4 separate regions of the Mus musculus genome follow, and all the other regions are linked to region 2. The links are chromatin contacts, called in public promoter capture Hi-C maps. All regions are on one chromosome and are shown on one strand. Each heading gives the region's core, a stretch centred on a gene start, on an enhancer-like site or on the middle of the called end of the contact. The rest is flanking DNA. Distances are from core to core; before and after follow the strand shown.

Region 1 (2,700 bases), core at 196-2,695, 240 kb before region 2:
ACAGCTTCGGCTTGAGATGCAGGAGAGTGATATTCCCTCCAAAGCCGGCGGGGCGGGAGGGTGGCTCTCTGCCCCGCCACAGCTGCCTCCAGCAGCACCCTCCTACCTCATTTAACTTTGCTCTGGAGAACTAGAGAGAGAGGGAGAGAGGAGGGAGAGGAAGGGAGAGGAGAGAGACAGAGACAGAGGAGACGTCTGGTACTCCCGGGGAGTTCTCAGGGCTCCCTTCACCTCACCATCCAGAGGTGAACTAGACCAGAGACCCAAGTGGCACCCAGGCTTGTTCACTGCCTTCCAGGATCCTCTAAAATCATCAAAGCCCCAACCAAAGAATTTTTTACATTCTTTCCTTCGCTTTCCTGGCAAGCACCTATCTTCAAAGGTGGATTCCCAGCCCCCCCCCCCTTAAAAAAGCAGCAACTGCGGCTAGCCAATGGTGGTAGGATGGGGCATTTGGGGGTACACTCTTACCTGAGGTGTCCCAGAGACTAAGCTCCACTCTCTGTTCCTCTGTCTCCAAACAGGCTGTGTAATTCTCAAACACGGTAGGCACATAGGTCTGCGAGGAGACAGGAAACACTCACACCCCGGCAGCAGCATGCCCTCAGAACCCCACACCAAGCGTTGGCTACACATGCGCCGAGAAACACCAAAGTGTCAGATGGCGAGAAGCCAGAGGAGGGGGAGCCATTGGGGACTGTAGAGGTATTGGCCTTCGCTCCCCAGCCTGGGACAAACCCCCTACATCCTAGCTAGTCTGAGACACATACATTCGCATTTTCCTCACATCTCTAAATGTGTGTCCCATTTTTCAGAGCCACAAGCCAGTTTTAACCTCTGTCTTCTGCCCTCTAGTCCTTTGGCACAGGTGAACAGGCAAAACAGCAGAAGCCTGCGCGGGGGGGGGGGGGGGGGTTGGGGAGGGCACCCTCACAGAGCCTTATAGGAGGGGCAGGCAGGTACTGCGTCAAGAATGAAGCCCAAGCTCTCGGGAGCCTCCAGGTCTCAGGGATGAAGGCAAGTGGGAGGGGATATGATGGGTAAAGAGGTGAGGAGGAGCCGACCGGGCGGCAGAAGTGGGTCAGGTCTCTAGGGAAGCAAGACAGGGCAGTCCTCCAGCCAGAAGGCAAGGCAGGGTGGGGCGGCCTGCGGGTGGTGGAGAGCGCTGTCCCGGACAGGTGGGGGATCGACCCCGGGACGGCAGGGAAGCTCACCTCGGGATAGCAGTCTTTCGCTAGCACCTGTAACATCGCCGTCTTCCCACACTGCACGTCTCCCACCAGGACGAGCTTACACCTGACCACCACTGGCTGCGGTGCCCGTCTCTCCTTCATGGCTGCAGCCTCGGAGGGACGTGGACTCGGGTTCAGGGAGGAGGAGGTCGCGCCTCAAGTGTCCGCACTAGCACACTAGCGCGGGTTCCCTGCCTGCCTGCCTCCGACTGAGGCGGAGGCTCGTAAGGCTCCGCTATAAGTCTCAGACTGATCCAATCACAAGAGGAGGCGGACTCTGTCCAGGCCAATCCCTAAGGTGGGATCCCCTGCTGCAGCCAATAGTAGGAGACTCCGAGTCAGCGCCCTCTTCCTCCCTTCCCTTTCTGTTAAAGCTGCACGGTGGCTTCCTCTTGGAAGGGGATTCCCACGCTTTTTGTGTTGCTGTTAGGAGGTCAGGAGGGGACTGGAAGTAAAACTTAGTGATCTCTGAGTGTCTATGAGTTAGTGTCAAGACCCACAAAGAGCTATAGAATCAGGCTGTCTGTCCCAGGAAGACAGCAGGACCTGCCTAAACTATGGACAGGTGGGTGGCATCTCTCGGGGGAGAGGGTGACTCCTTAATTTTATATAGTTCCTATTCACACTGGTTCCACTTCTGGGATCTCCTAATAGAAGTCTCTGCTGCCCCTCTTTTACAGCCCGACTCCCTTCCTCAGGAATCGCCTTCCCCAAAACAAACCAAGAAAACAAAACAAGACAAACAAAAAATAACTTGACCCAGAGATAGGCAAAGAAAACAAAGGAGGGCGTCTTTCAAGTAGGAACAGGAGAGAGAAAGACCAAACAAGCTGCTTTCTGCCAGCCAGGAGCCAGCTCATGCCAGGCCTGGCAAGCAAGAGTGAAGGTGTTTTGTTCTGTGGCCTGGCTTCAGTGTCCGAGATGAATCCAGGGCAGGTCTAGTTCCAGGCTGATAGCCACGGATTCTGACGCACTGATAGTGTCACCTAGTGAGAGTCCAGCCTGGATGCCAGGGCTGGGCCTCAGGGATTAGAAATTGAAAACCAATCATTGTAGACTGAGATAAACTACAAACTGCCGCCGACTGGCCCTAGCCTGCAAGCCTCCACGGCTTCTGCAGACCCCTCTACTAGACAGAGCTATGGAAGTACACAGCTCATATAAGCCACTGGCCACCAAGGAAGTCCCGTGAGGCCTCCAGAGAATTGGGGGAGGGGCAGTTTAGGGCAAACTTGAGAACAACCTAGGGTTCCCCTTACCCTGTTCTGTTGGTTTGGTTTCTTTCTTTCATTTTATTTTATTTTATTTTATTTTTTTTAGAGAACATCACACTGGAACTTGCCGTATATAGCCCATCTTCTTGCCTCAGGCCTCAGGCCTGAAATTCAGACAGAGAACACCAGCCCTGGCTCACGGTTGTCTTGAGGTCCCTTCTCGAACAACCCCAAGCTTTGCTCATAAGCCAGTC
Region 2 (2,700 bases), core at 173-2,672:
CTCGTATGCCCTCATTGGTAAGGGCAGACCTAGTCCCCTTTACCGTTTCTTCAATCTAAGCATGCCAAGGGGTAGCCTAAAGCTCAGCCTGAGAAAAATGAAGAAAGACACCATCTGAGCCCTCCCCTTTATTCAGTAAGATCTCCTTCCACTCCTCCAAACCCTTCCCTTTTCATTTAGTATGTGCAGAGCTCTCTGGGAAAACAAAACAAAATAAAACAAAAAAACCCAGCAGACAAAGAGATTATCATTCAAAGCAGGCCCAAGGAAAATAGATTTCCCTAAGTCCCACGGGTGCTCCTACCCTAGAGTAGTACACTGCCGTATGGAAAGTTCAACTGCAATTCTAGATTAATGCTTAAAGAATAAGAAATACAGGCTAGATGCGCTCAGGATCACTGCGGACCCGGGACCCTCCCACCCCCACCCCACCCCACCCCACCCCACCCACACATGAGAACTCACACGGGATGGCTGGAAACCCAGTCTGAGTGTCAAACAAATTATCCGGAAGTCGTGCGGGGTGTGTGTCATTGTATTGGCTTGTGTTTGGCATGCTGCATGCCAGAGGCCCAGGATTCAATCACAGAAGGAATGAAAACAACCACTACTACAGGGGAGAGAAAACAGGCGGGGAAACCTCGGTGTTCCTCCATCTCCACTTCTTACAACCCCATCTCGTCGGACAGGACTTCTTTCTTCCTTAGTGGGAGGACCCACTACAGCTCCCACTTTTCCTTCGCCCCTCGCGCCACCATCGCATGTCCCCGGTTAACTGCTCAATGTGACCGAGTCTCCCTTCATTTCAACATCAACCATGGTTGCCCTTCATCTACTTTTAAGGGGGAACACGCACACTAACTTGTCCCGAAGCAAATCCATCCTTTTCCAGAGGATCAAACGCTCCACACTAGAGGACCCCCATCGCCAGGAACGCCCACGGGGGTGGAGTAGAAGGGGCGGGGGGAGGGGCGAGCGGCCGAGGAACGGAAACCCGGCGGCTTTGTTTACGGCTCAGGGACCCAGCCGACCCGACCGGGAGTTCACCGGCCCGGCCCCGGCGCTCGCAGGGGTCGAGGTGCTCCGGAGCCCAGGCAGCTGGACTTCCCGTCTCCATCGCGGCGCGCCCCTCCCACCTCGGCCCGGCCCCTTCCCGCCCAGGTCCCGGACTCACGATGCACTCGCGGACCCTGTCGTGGAACAGCTGTTCTCGCACGGATAGCACTTCGTAGTCAGCTGCTTCCATACTCTGCTCAGCATGACTGGGGCGGGGGTGTCTCCGGGCCCGGGGAGGACGAGCGGGGATGAGGCCGCCGCCGCCCGCCAAGCACCCGGACCCAGCCTAAGCGCCTCTCCTCGCTGCCCGTGACGGAAACTCAAGGTAATCTGGGGCTCAGATTCTGCGGTCGGACGCCCCGCCCTTAAAGGGGCAGGCCCCAGCCCGCCTAGTCTTAAAGGGCTCGGGTCCCCCTCGGTCCCCTCCCCTTTAAGGTGGGGTCACTCGCAAGCACGTTTCAACGCAAGTACCCGCCGCCCGGCTACGCGGAAGTGCCAGGCTTGGTGCCCAGTGACGACACAAGGCCTGGGCGGGTTTCTTCAGAGGAGCGGAACTTACTGGTTCCTCGTAGACTGTCGGTCATCGCTAGGAGTGCGCTGATAGGACATTCTGGGAAAGGAGGCGGGATGTTTTTGGCCTGTCGAAGCTGTTCTAAAACTAAGAGTCCTTGTGGTCCACGGCTGAGATGTGAGGGTTGGTTCCAGGATGTGTATCCGTCAGGATTTTAGTTTAAACGAATAAGGTTGGGATCAGGTCAGCCCGTCGAGAAGATGTAAGCACCACGGGGTCTTCTGAAGGGACGGCTGCCTGTAACCCAAAGGTCCATAGCGTTTTCTTTTCTTTTTCTTTATTTTTATTTTTGGTTTTTCGAGATAGGGTTTCTCTGTGTAGCCCTGGCTGTCCTGGATCTCACTCTGTAGACCAGGCTGGTCTCGAACTCAGAAATCCGCCTGCCTCTGCCTCCCAAGTGCTGGGATTAGTGGCTTGTGCCACCACTGCCCGATGCGTTTTTTTATTTGTTATTGGAGTTTCCCTGCCACTCCAGACAGCTTTCACACAGTTATTTTTGTGGAAGGCCTAGGGTATTAGAGAACAAATAGTTAAAAAACAAACCACAACAAAAACAAAAAAACAGGAGACTTTTTAAAAATGTCATGAAACTTTTGTTTTGTTGAGACAGGTCTTGCGATGCAAACCAGGCTACCCTTGAATTCTCAGCTTCCTAGTTGATTGCATGTATTACCAGGCCCAGGCTATCCCGAAACTGAGGAAATATCCCAGGGAATATTGGTGAGTGGGTTGAGTAAAACATTAACTCCCAAACATTAACTCCCTGCTATGTGCTGTTCTCTTTATAGCCTTTATCTAATTTTAATGTTTTAACATTTTAACGTTTTAACGTTTTAATTTGAAACTAGAAAATAGAGGTTGGCCCAGTCCTACTTTGAGATTCAGAAACCATCTGGGCATTGTGGCACACGTCTTTTAATTCAGCACTAGGAAGGCAGAAGCAGGTGGATCTATAAATTCATGGCCAGTCTGCCCTTTACATAATGTTTTAGGACAACCAGAGTAACATGGTGAGAATTTGTCTCAAAAACAAAATAAATACATCCCGTGTATACATTTATGTTTATATAGTT
Region 3 (2,700 bases), core at 95-2,594, 210 kb before region 2:
TAGGAGGGAGTGTGCACTGGTGTACATCTTTTTGTTAGCCACAGATTTTGCCCTTGAAAAGTAGGGTTAAAAAAAAATTTTTTTTAAGGAGCTGAAGAGGGCTGGTGAGATGGCTCAGTGGGTAAGAGCACCTGACTGCTCTTCCGAAGGTCCGGAGTTCAAATCCCAGCAACCACATGGTGGCTCACAACCTCCCTCATCTGGAGTGTCTGAAGACAGCTACAGTGTACTTACATATAAATAAATAAATCTTTTTTAAAAAAGGAGCTGAAAAGATGGCTCAGCGGTTAAGAACACTGGCTGCTCTTCCATAGATCTTGAGTTCAATTCCCATCAACTCACAACCATCTGTCATGGGGTCTGATGCCTTCTTCAGGCAAGCAGGTATACATGCAAATGAAGCACTCACACATTTAGAGAGAGAGAGAGAGAGAGAGAGAGAGAGAGAGAGAGAGAAACAAATTTAAGCTGGAAGTGATGACTCCTACATTTGATCCAAGCACTGGGGGTGGGGGATGTGGGGCGAGGCAGAAGTAGATGGATTTCTATCTATACAGTGAGTTTCTGGCCATCCAGGGCTACACTGAAACACTGTCTTAATTTTTTAGTAAGATTTATTTATGTGTATTTGCGTTTCTCTTGCATGTATATGTGTGGACCATGTGTCTACCCCATGTCCACAGAGGTCAGATGAGGGAGTCAGATCCCCTGGGACTGGAGTTATGAACAGTCATGAGCTGCCCATGTGGGTGCTAGGAACCAAACCCAGGTCTTCTGCAAGAGTGGCAAGTGCTCTTTGCCTCTGAGCCATCTCTCTATCACTAAGGAGACAATTTACAAAATATTTTTAAATATTTTATGTGTATGTGTGTTTGTGCACGTTAATGCAGCGTCCACCGAGGCCAGAAAGGCGTGTTTTGATCTCCTGAAACTGGGGTTCCAGGTGCTTGTGATCTCAGACCATTGGGCTTGGCAGTACCTCCCTTACCCAGTGAACCATCTCATTATTTGTATGTATGTGTAAGTGGTTTTGACCTGTTCTACGAAATCCGATGCTGTCTTCTGACCTCTGCAGGCACCAGGCATGCGCACGGTGCTCAGACACACACGTGGACAAACCAGGCATACACCAAATTAAAAAGTAAAATGGAAAAACTATTTGAAGACATTTATTATTTTTTTAAGAGAGACTAGGGTTCTTGATTTAAAAAAAAAAAAAAAAAAAAAAAAAGCCTACTTAAAAGAACTGACTGCGGTCCTCCGGCATGCAGGGGGCGCTGAAGTAATGCTGCCTCCCTATTTCTCACCCCGCGGTCTTAGCGAAGGTCCTTGTTGCTAGGAGACAAGATGCGTCTTTCTGTTCTCCAGCTGGGAGTCGGGTGTCGCCTGAGCACTCTTGGCGTGGAGGACAGAGGTCTAAGGCCCCATTACCTTAGCTCCAGAAGGTCCCTCCCTGTCTATGGGAAGTTTTTCTTTCTAATTCCTCACAAGTGGCTCGTAGCAGCAGGCAGAGGCTCCTTGCCCGGACCCAGTCCGCAGCCCAGCCATGTCTAAAAAAGGAAAAAAGCCCAAGTTGCCCAAGGCACCCCTGTCCGAGGAAGATCAGCTGCTTATATTTCAGCAAAAGATGCTGGCTGACGAAGAGGCAGCCAAGAAGAAAGAGAGACTCCTCACCCAGTTCTTGAAGGTGATGCTCGTCTGCAGTGTGTCCTGCCCAAACCCCCAAACCCCCAAACCCACCGCCCATGCACTGGTACCGTTGCCTGGGGTCGCGTCCTTGTGGCAGGCTCATTTTCATCCTTTCCTATCCCTCTGAAGTCCTTGGTCCCAAAATACATGGGCTTCAGACAACATTGGTTTTTGCCTAGGGCATTCTCTGTGAAACATGGGGGAGGGGAGAATTGAGTTTGGCAGTATCAACCGAGCCCCCAGAATTAGGACAGTGGATGCTGTCAGGTGTCCAAATTCAGCTGTCTTGAATTCTGAGGTTGGGTCTGGAGTGGGGTCGTTAGAAACTCTTCTCTGATGCTTCACCCTGAAGGGAACCCATTCATTGGAAACCACAAACAGGAGCCCCCGAGTGTTGGCTGCCAAGGGCTTTGTTTGTGAGAATACACGGGGACTGGTATTTTTCAGCGTGGTATCGATAGCACCGAGGTGGACCTTTCGCCTTGGCTGAAACGCATGTGATTACTCCTCCCTCAGGACAAGTTGGCCAAAGAAGAACACAACAGCGCTCTAAACCTTAATAAGATTAACACGCAGTGGAGAACCATCCTCAGGGAGGTGAAGACCAGAGAGCTTCACCAAGACATCGAGATCCTCAGCCAGACCTTTGAACGCGTGGTGGACTGTAAGGACAGCGTCATCAAGGTATGCACCCTCTCGGGCGTGGTGGCGCACACCTTTAATCCCAGTACTCGAGAGGCAGAGGCAGGTGGATTTCTGAGTTCAAGGCCAGCCTGGTCTACAGAGTGAGTTCCAGGACAGCCAGGGCTACACAGAGAAACCCTGTCTCAAAAAGACCCCCCCCCAAAAAAAAAAAGAAAGAAAGAAAGAAAGAAAGAAAGAAAGAAAGAAAGAAAAAAGAAAAGGGAAAGGGAAAAGGGAAAAAAGAAGGAAAAGGAAAAGGAAAAAGGGAAAAAAAAAAAAGTATGCACTCTCTCCAGAGAGCAGGCGGGGATGGCTTCCAGACCTTCC
Region 4 (2,700 bases), core at 42-2,541, 180 kb after region 2:
ACCTGGCTCCCCGGGGTCCCCTCCCCCTCCAGGCGGTTCGCACTGGGCTCCCGGCTCCCGAGCGAGTTTGTTTGTCCAGCGGCGGCGGCTGCTTCTGCCCGCGCTGTTTGCCAAGCTTAGCGCGCCGCCGCGCAGAGCGGGCCCAATTAAGTCTCATTCATTATTCAGCGCCCCCGTCCGCCCCCCGTCCCCAGCCGTGGCTGGGTTGTCGTTTTGTCGCCCCTCCTCAGCCCTAAAGGGGCCATATCTAGTCCCCAGCTAGAACTAGACGTTGGAGGGAGCTAAAACATTCTGCCCACTGTTGACAAGTGACCCTAAGTGAAGCCCACCGGCTCCATCCCTACCTCTAATCAAGCCTGGGGAATTTCGTAGATCCAAGCTTCTTTTAAAAGAAACTGAAGCTCAGGAAAGGGTGTGACTTGGCCAAGGTCACGGAGCTGCTCGGGGATTGTAGCCCGGGATGTTGAAGGCATCTTGTAAGCCAGCTCCATTCCAGCGTCCAAGCGAGAAGGCAGGCTCCTCTCCCCCGAGTCTCCCTGGGTTTGCCCTTACTCTTCTGATGGCTCGCCCCCACCCTGTATCCCTTGCTGGTGTGGGTTCCCCCCCCCCCCTTTGCTTCAGGCTACAAGGGTCTGAACAGCTTCTGGCTCTATGGATTCTGGGCTATGCAGGCTCAGACTCCCAGGTCTGGCTGTGGAGTCCCCTAACTGGAAGGCCTGGAAGCAAGGTAGTGAGGCAGAATTGCGGGTCTTGAGGGGCTCTCTCCTTCACCTCTGAGTGGATGTCTCTCCTTTAAGAAATTAGACGTGATCCTATAATGGCCGTCTTGGAGTACAGAGAGAAGCGAGACAGGGATCACCTCCCATTTGTGGCGGAGAGGAGAGGAAGTCGAGATTTTTAATTTTATTGATAGAGTCGCCCTTTTTCTCCCGCCAGGTAGCTGCACGGTTCGGACAGCTTTGACCAGGAATGTCCCAACCTTGCAAAAAGGAGATCTGGGACTTTTGGGGACCCTCCCTTCCGTAAACGGCAGCGCCATCTGGCGGTGTTAATGAAGTGCTGCAAGAGGTGCGCACTGCCGGGAGTGGGGCGCGGTTCCAGGCCCTACAGTGTAAAACTGGGTGAGTCTGGGGAAAGCTTCCCGTAGAGAGGGCGATCAGAGCCCAGGAACACAGGACCGGAAGGTGGCTACGAAGGGGCTGACCAGGGCTTTCGGGGCGGGGCCTGCAGGAGGTGGCCTGACTTCAAACACAGTCACCCAGCACTGAGGGACAAAGTCCACTTGTGTGGAGGTGAGAGCAGTTACAGAGGGGCCATTTTGAATCTGTGTTCAAAGGCAATGGCTGTTCTGAAGCAGCCTGGAAGCCTGGGCTGCCAGGTACTGCGGCCCTGCTGGGACTGCCTGAGGGTGAGTTTGCTTGAAGTAGGTAAGACGATTGGCAGGCAGATTTGATATTCTGAGGATTTTTGCGGCCGCTTTGTAGAGTGCCTTCGATCTGGTTGATAGGGATAGGATGGCTGGGCTGTGGGGTGCTAAGGTCTGGGTCAAAATGTTCTCCAGAACGTTTAAGTGGAAGGAGTTCAGGGTCCCTTTCAAATTTGGCTTGTGGGAGAACGGCATAGTCTGGGGAGATGGGAAAGCTGGAAAGGGCTTTGGCCGAGTTACAGAATGCACCCGCTTACACACACACACACACACACACACACACACACACACACACACACACACACACACACACGATGTTAAAGGAGTGAGTTTGGCTAAGACACTGGCTTTCAAAGGGGTTTGAAACAGTGAAAAAGTATTCTCTTCAGCCCTTTCCTGTGAGCCATTACTATTCCAGAGTCTAAGGGGAGGATAGAAATTTAAGCTTCTTTTTTCCCCCTTCTTATTCTTTCTCAATTTTACTTTATGTACACGGGTGTTTTGCTTGAACCTTTGTGTGTGCACTGCATGCACTCCTGATATCCTTGGAGACCAGAAGAGGGCATCTATGAGCTGCCATGTGGGTGCTGGGAATTTAAACCCCAAGTGACCCCTGGGTCACCCGTTAGTCCCAAGCTTTTGAGTTGTTGTTGTTGTTGTTCAGGCACCTAGTTCTCAGTGTCCCAACTTAAAGTCACTTAAAACATTCTCTTCCTGGGGGTGGAGAGATGGCTCAGCCGGTTAAGAGCACTGACTCTACCTGGTGGTTCACAACCATCTGTAATGGGATCTGATGCCCTCTTCTGGTGTGTCTGAGCACAGCTACAGTGTACGTATGCATAATAATGAATAAATCTTAAAAACAAAAACATTCTCTTCCTTGGACATGGTGGCACATGCCTATAACCTCAGCACTTGAGGAGGTAGGGGCAGGAAGACCAAGATGTCCTCAGCTATGGCCGCATAAGACCAGTTTGGAACGTGCAATAAGACTGTGCCTCAAATATCAATAAATTAATAATAAATAAATGAAAATATTTTAATTGAAGCATTTCCTCCCTTAAATATGGAGTCACTGTGATTGTAAATAACAGGACTGGGGTGCTAACGGAAGATAGGAGACATCTAGTACCTGAGAGACCCCGAGGTAGGGCTAGCTTGATTTTTATTACTGCTGAGCCTTTCTCCTTGCTTCACCTCTCAGGCCTAAGGATGACCCTCCAGACTGCAGTGATTCTCACAGAGGACCTTGAGATTTCTGCAATTTGATCAAT

The links. Promoter capture Hi-C pulls out the DNA fragments that hold promoters and counts their contacts. Capture Hi-C pulls out chosen DNA fragments and counts their contacts.
Region 1: a promoter capture Hi-C map of adipose tissue shows a contact between it and region 2. The contact joins the promoter of Rnd1 here to the promoter of Lmbr1l in region 2. A contact is called at or near these places in 3 of 39 promoter capture datasets (cranial neural crest, liver and second pharyngeal arch cranial neural crest), 2 of 484 Hi-C or Micro-C datasets (the G1E-ER4 cell line and embryonic stem cells), 1 of 115 datasets of contacts at active chromatin or transcription factors (pancreatic cancer cells) and 2 of 9 other capture datasets (adipose tissue and pancreatic islet).
Region 3: a contact with region 2 is called in a promoter capture Hi-C map of pancreatic islet. The contact joins the promoter of Ccdc65 here to the promoter of Lmbr1l in region 2. A contact is called at or near these places in 1 of 39 promoter capture datasets (maxillary cranial neural crest), 1 of 484 Hi-C or Micro-C datasets (liver), 2 of 115 datasets of contacts at active chromatin or transcription factors (bone marrow-derived macrophages and pancreatic cancer cells) and 3 of 9 other capture datasets (adipose tissue, liver and pancreatic islet).
Region 4: a contact with region 2 is called in a promoter capture Hi-C map of embryonic stem cells. The contact joins the promoter of Dnajc22 here to the promoter of Lmbr1l in region 2. A contact is called at or near these places in 2 of 39 promoter capture datasets (cranial neural crest and embryonic stem cells), 2 of 115 datasets of contacts at active chromatin or transcription factors (embryonic stem cells and pancreatic cancer cells) and 3 of 9 other capture datasets (adipose tissue, liver and pancreatic islet).

The regions. Positions count from the first base shown.
Region 1 is chr15:98,676,016-98,678,715 of GRCm38.p6, forward strand. Rnd1 (Rho family GTPase 1) reads right to left here and starts at 1,446. Exons shown (of 5, transcript NM_172612.3): 1 at 1,215-1,446; 2 at 472-559. The coding sequence starts at 1,334.
Region 2 is chr15:98,916,676-98,919,375 of GRCm38.p6, forward strand. Lmbr1l (limb region 1 like) reads right to left here and starts at 1,423. Exons shown (of 17, transcript NM_029098.3): 1 at 1,175-1,423. The coding sequence starts at 1,246. It overlaps Gm41396 (a long non-coding RNA gene), which reads left to right and starts at 1,294. Exons shown (of 5, transcript XR_001781764.2): 1 at 1,294-1,381; 2 at 2,238-2,347.
Region 3 is chr15:98,706,850-98,709,549 of GRCm38.p6, forward strand. Ccdc65 (coiled-coil domain containing 65) reads left to right here and starts at 1,345. Exons shown (of 8, transcript NM_153518.2): 1 at 1,345-1,687; 2 at 2,206-2,373. The coding sequence starts at 1,547.
Region 4 is chr15:99,098,193-99,100,892 of GRCm38.p6, forward strand. It overlaps Dnajc22 (DnaJ heat shock protein family (Hsp40) member C22), which reads left to right and starts at 1,292. Exons shown (of 3, transcript NM_176835.2): 1 at 1,292-1,408; 2 at 2,631-2,700.